Linked DNA regions of Mus musculus: all the other regions are linked to region 4. The links are chromatin contacts, called in public ChIA-PET, HiChIP or PLAC-seq and promoter capture Hi-C maps. All regions are on one chromosome and are shown on one strand. Each heading gives the region's core, a stretch centred on a gene start, on an enhancer-like site or on the middle of the called end of the contact. The rest is flanking DNA. Distances are from core to core; before and after follow the strand shown. Region 1 overlaps Lef1 (lymphoid enhancer binding factor 1). Region 2 overlaps Lef1 (lymphoid enhancer binding factor 1). Region 3 has its middle 51 kb from the start of Gm36603. Region 4 holds the start of Rpl34 (ribosomal protein L34). Region 5 has its middle 23 kb from the start of Gm36603. Region 6 overlaps Lef1 (lymphoid enhancer binding factor 1).

What was found. Promoter capture Hi-C pulls out the DNA fragments that hold promoters and counts their contacts. HiChIP or PLAC-seq counts read pairs in DNA pulled down with a chosen protein or histone mark. ChIA-PET counts read pairs in DNA pulled down with a chosen protein or histone mark.
Region 1: a contact with region 4 is called in an RNA polymerase II ChIA-PET map of effector CD8 T cells, with 10 read pairs. The contact joins the enhancer-like site here to the promoter of Rpl34 in region 4. A contact is called at or near these places in 5 of 39 promoter capture datasets (the C10 cell line, cranial neural crest, frontonasal cranial neural crest and 2 more), 15 of 115 datasets of contacts at active chromatin or transcription factors (the SCID.adh cell line, bone marrow-derived macrophages, cardiomyocytes and 11 more) and 2 of 9 other capture datasets (adipose tissue and embryonic stem cells).
Region 2: a contact with region 4 is called in a promoter capture Hi-C map of cranial neural crest. The contact joins the enhancer-like site here to the promoter of Rpl34 in region 4. A contact is called at or near these places in 14 of 39 promoter capture datasets (the C10 cell line, the HPC-7 cell line, the SN4741 cell line and 9 more), 1 of 15 datasets of contacts at CTCF or cohesin (the NIH/3T3 cell line), 16 of 484 Hi-C or Micro-C datasets (the 63-12 cell line, B cells, CD4 single positive thymocytes and 11 more), 39 of 115 datasets of contacts at active chromatin or transcription factors (the 230-238 cell line, the SCID.adh cell line, T-cell acute lymphoblastic leukemia and 26 more) and 5 of 9 other capture datasets (adipose tissue, embryonic stem cells, liver and 2 more).
Region 3: an RNA polymerase II ChIA-PET map of memory CD8 T cells shows a contact between it and region 4, with 104 read pairs. The contact joins the enhancer-like site here to the promoter of Rpl34 in region 4. A contact is called at or near these places in 3 of 39 promoter capture datasets (the C10 cell line, cranial neural crest and pre-B cells), 1 of 15 datasets of contacts at CTCF or cohesin (the NIH/3T3 cell line) and 5 of 115 datasets of contacts at active chromatin or transcription factors (the 230-238 cell line, effector CD8 T cells, large pre-B cells and 1 more).
Region 5: a CTCF HiChIP or PLAC-seq map of the NIH/3T3 cell line shows a contact between it and region 4, with 7 read pairs. The contact joins the enhancer-like site here to the promoter of Rpl34 in region 4. A contact is called at or near these places in 6 of 39 promoter capture datasets (the C10 cell line, cranial neural crest, embryonic stem cells and 3 more), 1 of 15 datasets of contacts at CTCF or cohesin (the NIH/3T3 cell line), 13 of 115 datasets of contacts at active chromatin or transcription factors (the NIH/3T3 cell line, bone marrow-derived macrophages, craniofacial prominence and 6 more) and 1 of 9 other capture datasets (liver).
Region 6: a contact with region 4 is called in an H3K27ac HiChIP or PLAC-seq map of thymic regulatory T cells, with 8 times the contacts expected there. The contact joins the enhancer-like site here to the promoter of Rpl34 in region 4. A contact is called at or near these places in 8 of 39 promoter capture datasets (the C10 cell line, cranial neural crest, frontonasal cranial neural crest and 5 more), 2 of 484 Hi-C or Micro-C datasets (bone marrow-derived macrophages and nephron progenitors), 25 of 115 datasets of contacts at active chromatin or transcription factors (the 230-238 cell line, the SCID.adh cell line, T-cell acute lymphoblastic leukemia and 17 more) and 3 of 9 other capture datasets (embryonic stem cells, liver and pancreatic islet).

The regions. Positions count from the first base shown.
Region 1 is chr3:131,138,687-131,141,386 of GRCm38.p6, forward strand. All of the region lies in intron 3 of Lef1 (lymphoid enhancer binding factor 1), which reads left to right. Among named protein-coding and RNA genes, the nearest start is that of Lef1, 30 kb to the left of the region's middle. Within about 2 kb of position 1,270, at least 56 of the 459 cell types and tissues checked have an H3K27ac peak or open chromatin away from gene starts, as enhancers often do. A contact at or near this core is called in effector CD8 T cells, where this site is marked.
Region 2 is chr3:131,223,303-131,226,002 of GRCm38.p6, forward strand. It overlaps Lef1 (lymphoid enhancer binding factor 1), which reads left to right. Exons shown (of 12, transcript NM_010703.4): 12 at 1-1,055. Among named protein-coding and RNA genes, the nearest start is that of Hadh, 47 kb to the right of the region's middle. Within about 2 kb of position 1,274, at least 3 of the 459 cell types and tissues checked have an H3K27ac peak or open chromatin away from gene starts, as enhancers often do.
Region 3 is chr3:131,055,776-131,058,475 of GRCm38.p6, forward strand. No RefSeq gene overlaps it. Among named protein-coding and RNA genes, the nearest start is that of Gm36603, 51 kb to the right of the region's middle. Within about 2 kb of position 1,271, at least 55 of the 459 cell types and tissues checked have an H3K27ac peak or open chromatin away from gene starts, as enhancers often do. A contact at or near this core is called in the 230-238 cell line, effector CD8 T cells, memory CD8 T cells and 1 more, where this site is marked.
Region 4 is chr3:130,729,042-130,731,741 of GRCm38.p6, forward strand. Rpl34 (ribosomal protein L34) reads right to left here and starts at 1,357. Exons shown (of 5, transcript NM_001005859.3): 1 at 1,277-1,357; 2 at 188-261; 3 at 10-109. The coding sequence starts at 252.
Region 5 is chr3:131,084,014-131,086,713 of GRCm38.p6, forward strand. No RefSeq gene overlaps it. Among named protein-coding and RNA genes, the nearest start is that of Gm36603, 23 kb to the right of the region's middle. Within about 2 kb of position 1,443, at least 120 of the 459 cell types and tissues checked have an H3K27ac peak or open chromatin away from gene starts, as enhancers often do. A contact at or near this core is called in the NIH/3T3 cell line, craniofacial prominence, embryonic stem cells and 1 more, where this site is marked.
Region 6 is chr3:131,206,783-131,209,482 of GRCm38.p6, forward strand. The region is part of intron 11 of Lef1 (lymphoid enhancer binding factor 1); the gene reads left to right. Among named protein-coding and RNA genes, the nearest start is that of Hadh, 64 kb to the right of the region's middle. Within about 2 kb of position 1,314, at least 77 of the 459 cell types and tissues checked have an H3K27ac peak or open chromatin away from gene starts, as enhancers often do. A contact at or near this core is called in the 230-238 cell line, the SCID.adh cell line, T-cell acute lymphoblastic leukemia and 2 more, where this site is marked.

The DNA of each region.
Region 1 (2,700 bases), core at 20-2,519, 410 kb after region 4:
GGATCCAGTCTGGTCCCAGGCTGCCTGGAGCATCGGCTTCTATAAAGTCACTTTTCCCCATCTTAAATACAATCAACTTGGAATGGGGATCACATTCCACCCAGTGTATAAAACTCGCCACTGACTGCAGGGGCGAATTAGAGGTTTTGATAATCCCTTGGTATTTTGAATATAAATCGAGGGTGGTGGGTCTGTGTGTTTTGTGTGCGTGTTTATTGAAAGCTGAGGGTTATATGAAATGCTAGGCAAATCTCTACACCGCGTGTGCATTCTGTGGCCAGGTTTCTAATAGCCGGAAAGCCCCTTAAGATGTCTGTACTTGCCCTGTTTCTTGTGGCTAATATCAGGCATAACTGGAAAATAGTCACTGGCTATTTTGGCCAGCATTTCAATTCACGGGCCAACCTGTATTTTGATGAGTCCAAGACAGGAAAAAAAAAGCTCACATTTTAAGGATAGTCTTCTAAAATAGCATCCATTTTACCTATTAGTTCCTTAGCTAAGACACAGTGCATTTATTTGACTCCCTGAGGGTTCCCAGATGGTTCCCAGTCTCCTTTCTCATCCTTCTCTCTCGGAGAAGAGCAGTGAGCTGAGTTACCATGGGCACGGCAGGGTGAGGCTCTGGCCTTGCATCCACTACTTTAGCTACTGTCCTGCCCACCCCATGGGAGCCCAGGGAAGCAGTGGCAGAGCTCACAGCCCTTCAGGATTTTGGTTTCAGGTTTTACAGGAGAAAAGGAAGTCATCTTGGCACGGTAAGAGCTGGAGGCTGCTATTTCAGGAACGGGTGTTCTATATATAACTATAGTTAATCATTTGAGTAAAGCCATCCCAACTTTCATTTGCATAGCTCAGATGACTCACTGTTTTGAAAACTAAATAAACTCAAATGGAAAACAACCGTGCACACTGTCTGCTGCTACTTTTATTTCCTACTGTGGAGTTAATGAGCAGAACAGTGGCAGAGCCATTTCCATACGTCTTAAAGAGAAAAAAAAAGCATTAATGACTGTACTTTAGAGTAAACCTCGAAGCTGGGCGGTGTGTGCCCTAGGCCTGGACAAGAGAGGTGTGATTATTTCTGGTTTCTTAAAAGGAAGCTGAGATGGGGCAATCTCAGGCTGTATTTTTAGGTCTTTGTCCTCCGACTCTCCTTCAGGCTGGCTGCGGCCAGCATTTCCACGCCAGTCTCTTACCATTTCCTATCAGTAATCCCTTCTTGTTATCCTTCCAGGCTGCCACAGGATGTTGTTGTAAGTGGCTTCGCGTTGACCCGCAAGGAAGGAAGTGAGGCGAGGTGGCATGCCTGCTGCTCTGGGTGCAGCAAGTTCCCTCCTGTCCTTGCTTGGAAACACCTTCAAATTCCCCACACTGTCAGCCACCTAAATATTCAGCGGTGTCTCCAAAGGGGTTGGGAAAAGAGTGGAGAGCTTCCATAATCTCCAGAGGGGTCCTGAGCCACCGCTGATGACTGCTAACTAAAAGCAGTCTTCAAGGCACAACACCCAACTCCTTGTACCAACCAAACTGCTATTCTTAAGCCTTCTCTAAGTTCAAGTCACCTCTGTAGCTGTGTACACGTGTGCGCGCATGCGTGCCTGTAAGCATGCATATGTAAATGCAGTATTTAAAGCTCTGGAGACAGACTGCCAGCACTCAGGTAGATCAAGGTGAGAGAGAAATGCAAAACAGCCTTGGATGCTGGCATGCCCTGTTAGTGCTGTTGAAAAACACAGTCCTGCCAGGCGGTACGCCTTTAATCCCAGCACTTGGGAGGCAGAGGCAGGCGGATTTCTGGGTTCGAGACCAGCCTGGTCTACAAAGTGAGTTCCAGGACAGCCAGGTCTATACAAAGAAACCCAGTCTTGAAAGAAAAACACAGTTCTGTTTGCCATACAATTAAAAAGACTTGGCTTCTGTCATATACACTTTATTTATTTATTTATTTATTTATTTCATGTATATGAGTACACTGCAGCTGTCTTCAGACACACCGGAAGAAGGTACCAGATCACATTACAGATGGTTGTGAGCCACCATGTCGGTGCTGGGAATTGAACTCAGGACCTCTGGGAGAGCAGTCAGTGCTCTTAACTGCTGAGCCATATTCCCAGCCCCTGTTAGGTACACTTTTTAAAATAACTAACTTACTACGTTAAAAAAAAAATGACTCAGTGTGTGCGCAATGGCATGTGCACCTGCCATTATATGCACCATGTTTGAACACCATGTGTGTGCAGTGCCCACAGAGATCAGAGGAGGGAGTTGGGCCCTGGAACACTAGAGTTCCTGGTGTTGTGAGCCACTCATGTTAGGTTTTGGGAACTGAACCTGAGTCCTCCGCAAAAGCAACAAGCACTCACAAACAATCTAACCAAAGACAGACATATAGTCACCAGCCCCATTACTGGCTCTTTTGTTGTTGTTGTTTGAGATATACTATCATTTATTTTTGTTTGCTTGATATTTGAATTTCCACATTTGATCTGTTTCCAGAGTAGAGCCCAGGGTTGAGGACGGAAGCTTGCAGTCCGGCATGTGCCATCTAAGCCTGTATTTCCACTGAAGAAAGATCAGATTTGGGTTGTATTCCTAGGGGCTCATGGCCATAGGTGCATATGTGCACCTCCAAATGTCTTAAACTCTTAGGGTCCAGTAATTTGGATTTAGGGAAGCAGAACCATTCTTTATATTTTC
Region 2 (2,700 bases), core at 24-2,523, 490 kb after region 4:
AAAGAAAGCCGAAAACGGTTGTTTCGGAAAAAGAAAAAAAAATTTTTTTTTCAGCCCGTGAGAAGGCTAGCAGGCCCTGCCCACTGAGCGGCACTGCCTCCGGTCTCTGTGCGATCCTCCAGCATCTTCTGTGCTGACCTGTCACCCTTCCGCAAGGACAGACAGGACCTTGGCTGTGTTTGCCTTGTCACGTGCAACTAGAAAGCCAGCGACCAGAGCGGGTATCCTGGTGTGAGAATTGTGGAAGACTCCTCTCGCTCCTGTCTTCATTTTCCTATCCAAATTTTTATTTAACAGTACAAAAGGATCAAGTGTGTGTTTGCTTCTTCTTCTTCTTCTTTTTTTTTAACTTGGAATTTTTAAATTTACTTTTTTTTTAATTTTTATTTTCCTTGTATATTTTTGCTAGCTCTGAGCTTTTAAGTGAAATTCATAGGTCTGAAAGAGTTTGAAATAAAAACAAGATGAAAAGAAGCCTTTTACGTTTTTTTCTTTTTTCTTTTCTTTCTTTTTTTTTTCCTTTTTTCTTTTGTCCTGAGAGATCTTGTCCAGTAAATGGCTTCTCTGTGACACACAGTGGCCTCTGCCCTGTGAAGTGTCTGATGAAGCTAAAGAGATAGCCAAACCCACTCCTGTTGGTGGTCACATTTGGCAGCCCGTCTCACTTAGTTTCTGATTTTTTTTTAAATAACAACAGATCTTAACATCTCCTTTGAGCGAACCCGTTTGCAGTTCATTTTTTTAATCTCTTTCTTTTCACTCCTGTAAAAAGCCCAGCACTTGAATTGTTCTTTCTTTAAATGTTCTGTGTTTGTATCTGTTTTTATTAGCCGATTAGTGGGAATTTATGCCAGTTGTTAAAATGAGCATTGACGCACCTGTTATTTTTTTTTTTTTAAATAGCAAGGCACAGCCTCTGCCCCAAACTTGTCATCTTAACGTTTGTCATTCCAGTTTGAGTTAACGTGCTGAGCATTTTTTAAAAAGAAGCTTTGTAATAAAACATTTTTTTAAAAGTGTCATTTTATTAAGAATAAATTTGCTCATAATTGCGAGTTGGTGGTGAACTGAACCCGAGGCCAGGACTCGGTGGGGCCCAGGAGCAGCCCCTGTGAGTGCACAGGGCAACCCCTGCCTCCCAGGCCTGCAGACCTCAGCATCCTCTCTCCTGTGCCAGGCACAGATGCGAAGCACAGTCAGAAGGGAGACACCAGAGCCTTGCAGTAGTGGCTTTCTTCCCACACGTCACAGGCTCCACTCGGGCTGGTGTAGAGAGGCTCACGTAGTGCCTTCCCTCTTCAGAACTCAGTGGATCTCAACCCGAGGATCCCCAAAACCTTGGGGGCCCAAGTGGTGAACGAGGTCATCCACCCGGTGGTCCAGCTCCTCAGAGTCCAAACTTTCTCAGTGTTTAGGGATAGCCCATAACCCCCTCCCCCACTACCCCTCCTTAGACTAGGACGAGTTGCTATCTGATTTTGCAGAAGGTCTCTCAAGGCCTTTCACTCTAGAGTTTGGTGTCACTGGCTAACTGAAATCCCTTACTGAGATTCACCGTTCTTACAGCTGGGCAACAGCTGGCTCCCATGCTTGTAATAACCCTCCACGTGCTGCACTTGAAGATTGCCACTAAATCACCCCTCAAATTTTTCTTCTCCAGGCTAAGTAATCCCGAGTCCTGGCGGCTTTCATCATGAGGCCTTTAATCATTTTCATTACTATCCTCTGGAACCTTTCCAATTCCTCTTCATTCAATCCTAAACTTGAACCAGGGAAAAAAACCGTATTATGTTCCGGGGTCCTACTTGTTCTAAAGGTTTAATATTCAGCCCTCCATTCAGGGATCATCTCCTTAACATCCGTGGTTCAGGGCGCTCCGTCTGACTGCCGTGGTGATCAGCTGGCGAGTTAGCTACGAAAGCAAACATGGCGGTCTACTTTTCTGGGGGGAGGAAGATGGGAACTCTTCCGAGTCTGGGAAATATGTTCATCAAAGATATAGCTAAGGGTAAGGCTCATTTGCAGTCATTTGCCAACCTGCTTTCTGGGGGCATTTGTCCTAGGGAAGGTGAGTCTTGTATCTCCCTGCTCCAAGAGACAGATTACAGAAGTTGCCTGTGGCTGGAGAGATCCTTCTGGCCACTTGTGTTTGATCTTTGAAGTGATGTGTCTCCCTGCCCTGCAGCTAACACAGAGCACAGCCTTTCTGGGAGCCTCGCCTTGCCTGAAGTCACAGTTGGCACAGCCATCCTTGGAAATGGGTGTTTCCCTCCTGTTTCGGTTGGTTTGGTTGTCAGGGTTACCGGCAATACCTGTCCAGTTGGGAGGGACCTTCCAACTGTTTCATGACTATGGCTGTCAGCTCAGGTTCCACAGCTCGGGTCTAAGGCTGCAACAATGTAGAAAACTCTGCTGAGCAACACTGAGACATCTGTGCGGCTTTCCTTTAGGAGTAAGATAATGGGATAATCCCAACAGCAGGGAAAATGTAACTTCGCAGCACACAGCAATAGTATAGCAAACTTCCCACAGCGCAGGAAAAGACTTTATGCAAAAGAGTTAATATGACATTAGTGAGTGGTAGTCAAACTTGGGACCTCCAGGGGACACCACTATTCCAGGCTTCAGGAGGTTTTAAGAGCTGTCCCTGGCTACCTCTACTCATGATCCTGAACTGCTTTCAAGTAGGAGTTGTGAGTA
Region 3 (2,700 bases), core at 21-2,520, 330 kb after region 4:
ATTTGTGTGTGTGTGTGTGTGTGTGCGCACATATGCGTGTGTGTTCACACATGTGCACGTGTGTGCTTTTGAATATCGGAGGACGATTTGCAGATATCAATTCTTTCCTGCCATTTAGGTCCCAAGAGTTAAACTCAAGCCATCAGACATGGCAGTGCCTTTACCCAACGACTCATTCCACCACCACCCCCAGCCCGTTATCAGTTTTTGTCAGTTTTTACTTTAACAAATATAACTGGATTTTATATTTCCATCCAAAACGACTCAGAATCTGGATAATACTTTCACACAGCCATCTAGATGATATCCTCAGCCAAGCTTTAACTTCTCTCCTTCCTCTCTGGACTCACTGACCTAAATACATCTGTGGTGTATAAACTGTTGTGTGTTGTCATGTGGCTCCTGCTCTAAATATCTGCATTGGGCTTTAGAACTGTTCGTCAGATAGGGTAAGCGTGATAGTCACCATTATGTTCTGTATTTTTTGGTTTCCTTCTTGAATCTTTTATTCTGATTTATTTTTCATTTGGCTCCAGTACTTCCTTCAGTAATGTTTTAAAAGGAAGAAATCTATAGGCAGCCTGGTCTCTGTGTCCACCCCGGCATATTAATCTGGTTGTAAAGGGGATTCAGAGCCGCCATTCTTTTTTCCTTAAAATCTATCGTTTCTTAATGACCTTTGCTGTGGAGGAAAAAAAGGAAGGCAGATTTTAATCTGATAATCTTTTTCAGTAAGAAGTAACCTCATTTTTCTAACCCGAGTCTTAGATTATGAACTTTTACAATAACCTGAAGTAAAAATATTTGCTCTAGATCAGTGTTTCCAACCTTCCTAATGCTGTGACCCTTTAATATATATAGTTCCTCGTGCCATGGTGACCATGAGACCATAAAATAATTTCTGTTGCTACTTCATAACTGAAAATTTGCTACTGTTATAAACCATAATGAAAATATTCGTAAATATGCAGTATGTCTGATATGTGACCCCCCTCACCACTGCTCTAAAAGAAACATTAATTTCTATAACAATGATTTAATTGTCTCAGAAAATGTTTTAAGATGATGTATTATACTAGATGAATAGTGACTGACTTCTACCAAGCATGTAATATGTTCATCATTTTTCCTCACTGTGACAAAATTCCCAAAAGGCACAACTTAAAGCAGGAAAGACTTGGGATCAGTGGCTAGGGGCTCAGCCTGAGGCCTCTTGCATCTGTTGTTTCTGCGCTGTGGAGAGCTAGACGGATATGACAGAGACACTGTTGAGGGCATGTGGCATGTGGCAGGGCACAACACCCTCTTCAAAGGTAACTTACCATCAACTCACTCCTTCCAACTATGTCCCATCTCCTAACTGTCCACCCTCCCCCAATGCCATCAAGTGACAACTCCCACTGATGTTAGCCCATGGGAGGCCAGAGCCCTCATGACCCAATCACTTCTACAAAGCTTTTAACACAGGGGACATGTCAGATTCAGCTCAGGACAAATCCAGCTAGTGGGTTTTGTTTGCTTGGATTTGGTTGTTTGGTTGATTGGTTGGTTGGTTTTGTTTTTTGTTTTTTAAAAGTAACAAAGCAGTAAATGTCCTTGTGGGAGTAGGTGTGGCCTTATTGGAGGAAGTGTGTCACTGTGGGTGAGCTTTGAGGTTTCAGATGCTTGCCTGAGCCAGACCCAATGACCCGATCCTTCCTGCTGCCTGCTATTCGGATGTAGAACTGTCAGCTAACTCTCCAGCACCAGGTCTGTGTGTGTGTCACCAAGCTTCCTGCCATGACCATAATGGACTACACCTCCGAACTGTCAAACAGCCCCAATTGAAGGTTTTCCTTTATCAGCATTGCTGTGGTGGTGGAGTCTCTTCACAGCCATAGAAACCCTAACTGAGTCACAATGCATGCAATCAACACAGGAAGATGTGCTAGGAACATTTATATATATATATATACTATTTTCTTCAGAGCTTACCAAAACCCTGAAAAGTTACACTACCACTTTTAGAAGTGAGAATTCTTCCCAGGGGATCCAACATTCACTTAAGAATCCACCATGAGTGAGTAAGAGGTAGGACGAGAGTTTGAGCCCAAGATGAACCGTCAGCTCCATCGCACATTCTCTCCATGGTCATGTTTGTGACATGTCTACATCTTCAAAGCGCTAGGCCCAGAGCCATGAGGGACATGAGAGACATAGGTGAATGTTACCAAGCCCCCACTCTGAAGTTGTGATCCAGGCAGCACCTATTTTACGGACTTATTTTTGGAAAGAGAAAAGTCAGCAGTTTTCTTCTTGTTTGTAACATTTAATTAGGCCAAGAATCCGTGAATCAGAAGAAAAATGTCCTAATCCAGGTGCATTTTCTACATTAGCATTTAGGGCAAATTGCCCAGAAATCCAATACTAATTTACCCCCAAGATCTCAGCCCAGAATTACTGTTGGAATTTTGGCAAGTAGACTTCCCTGAGGGGAACAGTCAAATTAAGGAGTCTTCTTGAAGAAAAGGTGTTAATGTCTTGGGCAACAGTTCAAAGCCTGGTGTTCAAAGGTGGGGAAGGGTCCCCACCCAGGCAGTACTCAGTGGCAAGTGAGGTGAGCTTGCCTGTCTCCCTCCCCCTAAGCTGCTTACAGGTGGGTTTAGTGGTGGGGTTCATTGCACAGTGGTAAGGTAGCAACCTTCACTTTGCACTCAAAGT
Region 4 (2,700 bases), core at 107-2,606:
GACACTCACCCCTCGAAGTCTGCCTGGGCACACGCCACATGCAGATTTAGGTGCTTTCCCAACCTTCTTGGTGTAGAGGTAAACAATCCTGTTGCCAGGGGTTCGAGACCTAGGAAGGGAGATTGTAAGTAGCTCAGCATACTAGAGAAAGCGATTTGAAAGTTATTTCAAACTTGCAGATACTTACAGCCTAGTTTTGTTAGAGGCTGTGTTGTAGGAAAGCCTACGGCGGTATGTCAAACGCTGGACCATCCTGAGTGCCTACAATTTAGAGAGAACACAATCACCTTTCACCATAATAAAGGCCAAAGCGTCACCACATAAAATATCTTACATTCATATACACACTCATTCACACCGTGCTCTTACAAAGGCCCGGTTCTAAAGAATCCCACATTTAAACTAGAGATGAAGAGCTCCTGGGCTCTAAGACAGTATTCCCCCCTAATTTATACAGCTACCAGTAGGATGAAGACACCGAACTACCCCAGTGGCGGCAGCTGGTAAGGCGTCATGACAATCTAGGTCTTGTCCCAAAACAGCGTCCTGGAGAAGTCTTGTTTACTACTAGGGCCGGGTTTCGTGCTGTTTCAAATCCAACTTCGTTCGTTCCTTAGCAGACCAGCTACTAAAGGACTCTCCAGCCCGCAGCAGCGATGCTGCATTTTGGACTCCAGACCGTCAACGTGCCAGACAAACATTCTACCCGAGAGCTTCACACACAGGCGACTTCGTTTAAATCTCAAGCCCTGGGACGAATGGCTGGAGTTGATTAATAAGCGCTACAGGTGACCTGTCTTCCACACCTTCCCAACACCCACTTTACGTAAAAGGAGCCCAAACGCCAAGCGCGACCCGGACCAGTGCTAAGGACCCTGAGCCGCCACTGCTTGATTCGTATCTTCCTAACCAAGCCAGCCGCCGCCGCCGCGTCCCGCTCGCTGACTAGCCACCATGGCAGACAGCACCAGGGGAGCAGCCGGAGGCCGCGCTCCGCTCGCTCTGCGCTTCACGACCACGACTCGGTCTCTCGCTCGCCGTAGCCGACGGCCAGGGTGCGCGCAGCTCCGGCCACTCACCGCTTCGGAAGCCGGGTTTGATCTCGGGCTTCCCGAGTCTACGAGCCGAGGCCTCGGCCGGTACGCACCTCTCCTCGTCCCTCACCACCGACCCCAGCGACAGTCCCGACCCCAAGGGCGTCCCGCCCGCCTGACGCCTCGGATGGCTACGGATCGTAAACGGTAAAAAAACACAGAGCAGAAGAAGGCCACCATACCTCTGAGCACCGTCCCCGGAAGAGGAAAAGGAAGGGGCGGGTGAGTTCAGGGGTCAAGTGTGACGGCGCCGGACAGGAAGTACGTCAGGGAAGGCGGCGCGTCAGCGAGCGCGCCGCCATGTTGTACGGAAGCGGACGCGGGGAACCTGTGTGGATGGCGCCGCGTTGAGCGGCGGATGTGTAGTGCGGCTTCCGTAGGCGGGTGCGTTTTCTAGCCCCGGTAGGAACGTCACGTGAGAAGTTAGGTGTAGGGTCCCTGGTGGGAGCAAAAGCGAGTGACAGAGGAGGCGTCCCCACTTCCATAAGAGAAAACAAGGGCCACGATGCCTTTATCCTAGGGTAATTAGACCTGGTTTAAAATCTTTATGGCGTCCTGTACATAAGGTAGCCCGGGCCCTTCTGCTTCCCGGCCTCTTCTGTTTTTCAGCCAGAGCACACACTTTACAGACTTTTAACCAAGCATTTGCTAATTACTAGCTATCTCACTTTGGGCAAGTCCGCAAGTCTCTAAAAGGAAGATATTAAATACCCCTGTGGCGCTCTGATCAAAAGATCTCCCAAAGTTAAAGCACTTAACCTGCAAGTCTTACAGAGAGCAAGAACGCTATAAAGGGTGGTTAATTTATGATTGTGTGCAAACGACTATTTGAGACTTTGCCTGGATGGTAAAGTTTTGTCTGCAAGATGAAGAGGAGGACCAGAGGGAGTCAGCGACCTCCAAATGTCTATGTGAACGTTTACACTATGGGTCCTTGTTTTTCATCATGTTGTCAAAAGTAATGAACACCTTCCTTGGACTTGAAAGAAGAGCCCATTATCACTGCCATCTTTGTCAAGAAACTAGGTAAACCGCTCTGACTATATCCTTTCCTCGGGTCTCTCTCAAATAGCTGTCCGTATGCATGCGCCTGCGGTCTCTGTTCTTCCCACTGTGGAATCTCTCCAGTCTCTGTTTTAGGCGTTGGATAAAGGCTGGTGTAGAGAGACAAACCTAGTTTTGAATAAATGAATGAATACATTTCCTTATTCATTTTTAAATGAAGACATGCCAAGGCAAGATCATCAAATTAAGCCGGGCAGTGGTGGCGCACGCCTTTAATCCCAGCACTTGGGAGGCAGAGGCAGGCAGATTTCTGAGTTCAAGGCCAGCCAGCCTGGTCTACAGAGTGAGTTCCAGGACATCCAGGGCTACACAGAGAAACCCTGTCTCGAAAAAGCAAAAAAAAAAAAAAAAAAAAAAAAAAAAAAGCAAAAAAAAAAGAAAAAAAAAGTCATCAAATTAATGACCTAAATGTTTTCACCCAGTCCATTCATGTTTTCATTGCATAACATGTAATGCCCTGATATAATCAGCTACCCGCTAACAACCACATGGTTAATAAAGTGTTCCACTCCATGGAGCGCTACAGATTCTGACGAATAAT
Region 5 (2,700 bases), core at 193-2,692, 360 kb after region 4:
CGACGGAGTAGTTTAAACATTATTCACCCTTCAAGCACATTCTCATAATCATAAAGTCATGCAAACAGAATATTAATTGTCACATTCTTGGTGAGAGCAAAACTGTAAAAATTACCCAAGCATCTGCTAAGAAGGTAGGTGACATAAAGTAGGGGACAGTGCTACAAACACACAGAACACAGTGGCTCCATACTGACCGGCAGTGAAAGGCAGCTCTAGACTACATTTAAAACAGAAAGGCAAACAATAGAGGTTGGAGTGGTGGCTCAGCTATTAAGAAAGTTGCTACAGCCCCAGGGGATCCAATGCCCTTTTGTGTGTGTGTGTGTGTGTGTGTGTGTGCATACGCACAGAAAAATACACATACATACCCATAAATGCAAAAATGTATGTGTGTGAATATGTCTGTGCTCTATGTGTGTGTGTCTATGTGTGTGTGTTCCTTTGGGTGTCTGTGTGTGTCTGTGTGTATGTCTGTATATGCCTCTGTGTGTGTTCGTGTTATGTGTTTATAATTGGATATAAAACCTGTTTAGGGATACTTCCTGGGGAAAAAGATACAGAATGAGACTCAGTGAGAATTTGGTCTTATTTATACAGAGAAATGAACTTTAATTTCATTTGAAATGAAGAAACTAAACAACGTTAATTTTAAGGAACTCGATCAAAAGCTACCCAAACTCATTTCTGGGAGGAGAAAGACTTGAAAACAAATAGAGCCACCTGGGTCTGTAGGCCCTTAGCTGTGATCCTAGGCAGTCTCCGCCCGCCCGCTAGGAAAACATTGTGTTAAACCCCCAAAGCCTCCCAGCTCTGTTGTTAAGGTAATTGTGTTTACTGTTTTCCAAACAAAGTAATTTGGATCAGAAAAGTAAATGTGCTCTGTCTTCAGGTTCTTTGATGTCATCTTCGTCCTTGCTGGAGCGCGGGTGCTGACCCACAGCTCCATAGCCGGGCCGCCCTGGGCGGGACACACAGATTCTATAAGCATTACCATAGCTACGCCACTCCGCCTGGGATAATGATGTAAACCAAATAAGCTATAAGGAAAATCAAATTGGAAATGAAACGGTGGACCCTAGGAAACACAGGCTGTTTTTGCTGTTTCGTTTTTTCCTTTGAACGCGTGTGTGGCAATGGCTTGGAGCGTGGTGAAATTGCAGGACGATTTTTAGTGTGGGTGAAATCTTCCCCGAAAATAACATCTGATAGCGGCGAGAGGTACGTCTGAGACTTCGAGAGCCGGGCTCTGACCCTCTAAGCCTATCAGATGATTTCCCTCCCTCATGACCCCTGCTCAACCTCGTATCAGCTCTAAATGTGATTTGGGGGGTTTTAGGTTCCTAAGACTTGGAAACTGGTAACTGCTTAGTCATTCCGCCAGATCTCCAGGCAAAGGGCTGAGCCGCCGGCTGCATTAGTTGAACGTTCTGAGTCATCCTTCCGCGGCCCTCCAGAGAGTGGGTCACCTACCATCTCTGCTGCCCCCAAGCCACCCACAGTCATCCCTTTCTAGTGATGTCACCTAAAGCTAACTCCCTTCTACCAGCCCCCACCTCCCGTCCTTTCGAGCTTCTCTTTCCACCCTGTTTTTCCTTGTAATGATAAATTTGTATATGGAAATTATTTTAAGAAGAAAAGAAAATTAGAAAAAAAAAAAAAGGTTAAAAAGGAATTTGCTAAATTAGCCTTTGCTCATTTCATACCCAAAGCCTAAGCTTCCATAACGGTGTCTAAGTCCTTGGTGACTTTTTCTTTTTCTTTTCTTTTTCTTTTTTCTTTTTTTCCCTCTCCCATTACTGTGTGTACTTGCTATAAAAACATTCCTTTAGACTTTAGAAATTCTAAATAAAACAAGAACAAAAGAGTGCTCCTTCTTTTTAACTCCCCACCCAAATGTTACCATTGTAAATCAAGGTAGCCAAGTAAATTAACCGCTGGCATTTAAATGCTTGCTGTCCCAAATATTTATTCCTTCCCACTCCCCCAAATTTGTTTTATATAAAACAATGATCATAAAAACAATAAATATTCATTCTTTGTCTACTTAAATTTTTAGATCAAAGCACTGTGTGGCCCAAATCCTGAACAGGATTTGGCAACAGGAAGCCGTCCACTTCCCCACAGCAACCTGACCAAATTTGGTCTCCGTTTATCTCTACCCGCTGGCAGTGCGGACGTGCTGAGCGCCGCACGTGTGTGGGGCACACTTCACCCCTGGGGTGGCAGGAGAATTGGGATTGGAACACATGTGGTACCCAACAGACCTGAGTTTGAATCAAAGTGCTGTCACCGATGGTCACCTGCTCTTAGAAGCTACAATTCAGTTTAGTCTTGAGTATGAGAAAGAAGTGTCCACTTCAGGGGGGATTCAAGGATGGTGGGACGGCCTGGGCCTCTATAGGCATCAGGGGTGCTATCTGGGAGGTTTCTGGGATGTGGGGTCCCAGGTGCAAGTAAGAGGTCACAGGAAGGGCCGTACTTAGGGGTCATACCTAGACAATCTCCTCTTCTACATGGTCCATCCACCATGATCTTCTGGTTTACCATAGGTCCAGAATCAATGGAGCCAAAGAAGGTAGATGGGGGCCCCCTGAAACTGGGAGCAAAATAAACCATTTTTCCTTATAAGTGGTCTACTCTGACGCTCTGGTCTCACACACACACACACACACACACACACACACACACACAGAGAGA
Region 6 (2,700 bases), core at 64-2,563, 480 kb after region 4:
GTTATAATCCCAGCCCCAGGATACATCTGGCTTCATAGATGAACAACCTAGAAAGAAGCTTGCATATACACACCTTGTATTGTTTCTGTTCGTTTCTTGGTTTCATCTCTTTAAGACAGGGTCTCATGTAGCACAGGCAGACCTCCAACTCACTTATGTAGCCAAGGTTGACCTTGAACTTTGATCCTCCTGCCTCCACCATCTGAGTGCTGGGATTACCGGCATGTACCACCACCCGTGGTTTGCTGGCACTGGAGACCACGCCTGTTTTATAAATGTGATCTTTTCATTGCTGATCGCTTAGGAATAGTTTACCCCACCTTTGCATGTCCAGCCATGACGGAGAAGGCCCTCGGAAGTACAGTGTGCCCAGGGCCAGCTCTCAGTCATGGACTAAATGCAGCTTTTGCTTCAACAGTTTTAGAGCTACCTATTTCGTGTGAAATGCACTGCAGTACTTAAGAGTTGGAACTTGATTTAATACCTTTCATGATTATATATGTAATCATGATTTCATATGTATGTATGTATATATTATATACTTGATATATTTGATATAAAAGCTGAGTTTGATACAAAATGTTTGATGTAAAATCTGCTTATTTTTTTGTCTTAAAATGCACTTCAGCTGCCTGTTTCTTTAATAAGTCACAGAAATCTTTGAGATTCTCGCCACTAATTTTTTTTTCCTGAAGGTTAAGGAGTCTTCTTTGAATATACTACAACAAAACAAAACCTTCCCCTGTCCCCCAATTCTCCTTGAGCCCCCAGCTGCTGCCCCCCATTGCCCTAGAGCCCCCAGCTGCTGCTCCCCCCATTGTTCTTGAGCCCCTGGCTGCTGTCCCCCATTGTCCTTGAGCCCCCAGTCGCTGTCCCCCATTGTCCTCGAGCCCCCAGCTGTTGCCCCCCCCATTGTCCTCGAGTCCCCAGCTGCTGGGTGAAGCCTGGCTTGCTGCACTTACTGCTTAAAGCCACTAGTATCGTGCCCCCCCCCCCCCTCTCTCTCTCTCTCTCTCTCTCTCTCTCTCTCTCTCTCTCTCTCTCTCTCTCTCGTTTCCTGGATGGGCCACATGGTCTTTGAAGTCACCACTCACACACCACCACCACCACCACCACAGTCTTGTGCAGAGAAAACCTGGGAGTTACGAGATATGTGCAGAGCATAGAGGAACCCAGGCGGCCATCCAGAAAGAGTCCAGTGAATTAGTGATGACAGAATGCTTGCTTTCCACACCTCTCTTCTTCCTTTGCTGTAAGAACTCCTGCACCGGGGCTTGCCAGCCACTAGTGCTTATTAAGACCTGGAGATGCTGCATCGAATGGGACAGAGAGGGACCCCACTGTCATGTGCTACCTGTGCCACTGGAGGGTGTTTGACAAAGGAGTCTTGCCAAGAAATCTAATGCTGCAATAAAAATAAAAGATTCTTGGCAGCCAGCAGTAGTATGCACGCCTTTAATACCAGCACTTGGGAGGCAGAGGCAGGTCAGCCTGGACTACAGAGTGAGTTTCAGAACAGCCAGGGCTACACAGAGAAACCCTGACTCTAACCCGCCCCACCCCCACCCCCCAAAAAAAGGTTCTTGGCCCTCAAGACCTCAAGAAAGTACTCTGCCATGGAGGAGGGCCCTGTGACAGTCATCTGTAGTCCCTTCTGGAAGAGCTGCAGCAGAGAGCCCCAGGACTGGTCTACCCAGGTCTCACAGTCTCTGGTCTTGGGTCTGCATGGGGTGAGAGAGTAGGGAGAGAAACCGGGGCCTCTAATTAATTCATCTAACTTCTGATCTGCACCGCCTCGTGGTGCTGCCACAGGGACCCTTTTGTCTCCCTTCCCTAACGTGCCACCGCCCAGACTGCTTCTGTGTGACAGTCAATTGCCTGTGTGGTTCTTCACTTCCTGTGCAGATCCCCTCCGAGGCCTCTTCCCCTCCCCAGAGTGGTTTTCTGGCGCCCACAAGTACTCAGAACTACTACTGATTACGTGGGTTTGGTTTCTCCCATGGTGTAGGAAGGTCCTGTCTTGCCTGAGCCGATCTCACCTCAGAAGCAAGCCCAGGACAGACAGATGGAGCACTTGATTAGAACCTACTCGCTTTGTAGAGCCGCGGTTCTCAACCTGTGGGTCACGGCCCCTTTGGCAAACCTCTGTCTCCAAAAATATTTACGCTACCATTCACAACAGGAGCAAAACTACAGTTAGGAAGTAGCGGTGGAAATAATTTTATGGGTGGGGGTCACCACAGTGTGAGGGAACTGTATTCAAGGGCCACAGCATCAGCAAGGTTGAGAAGCACCGCTCTAAAGAGAGGTGAAATCACCCCAGCCGTCTTTCAGTCCTGAGAGGGCAATGCCCAGTCTGTGTACCCACCAAGGCCTGGGCAGGGTGCGGGCAGAGGCTCTGCCTCCAGGGAAACCTCATAGGTATCTTACAGTCATACATTCAGGGGCTTCACACTCCAGTTCACACCCAGCCTGCTCAGTGGTACCCACCCTCCCACCTCAACCCTCTGGCCTGGAGCTCCTCCACTTTGTTTTTTTCCTAGGAGTTCCCCTGAATTTTCAGGATCGATCTTTCTTTTTCTTTCTCTCTCTCTCTTTCTTCCTTCCTTCCTTCCTTCCTTCCTTCCTTCCTTCCTTTCTTTCTTTCTTTCTTTCTTTCTTTCTCTCTCTCTCTCTCTTCCTTCCTTCCTTCCTTCCTTC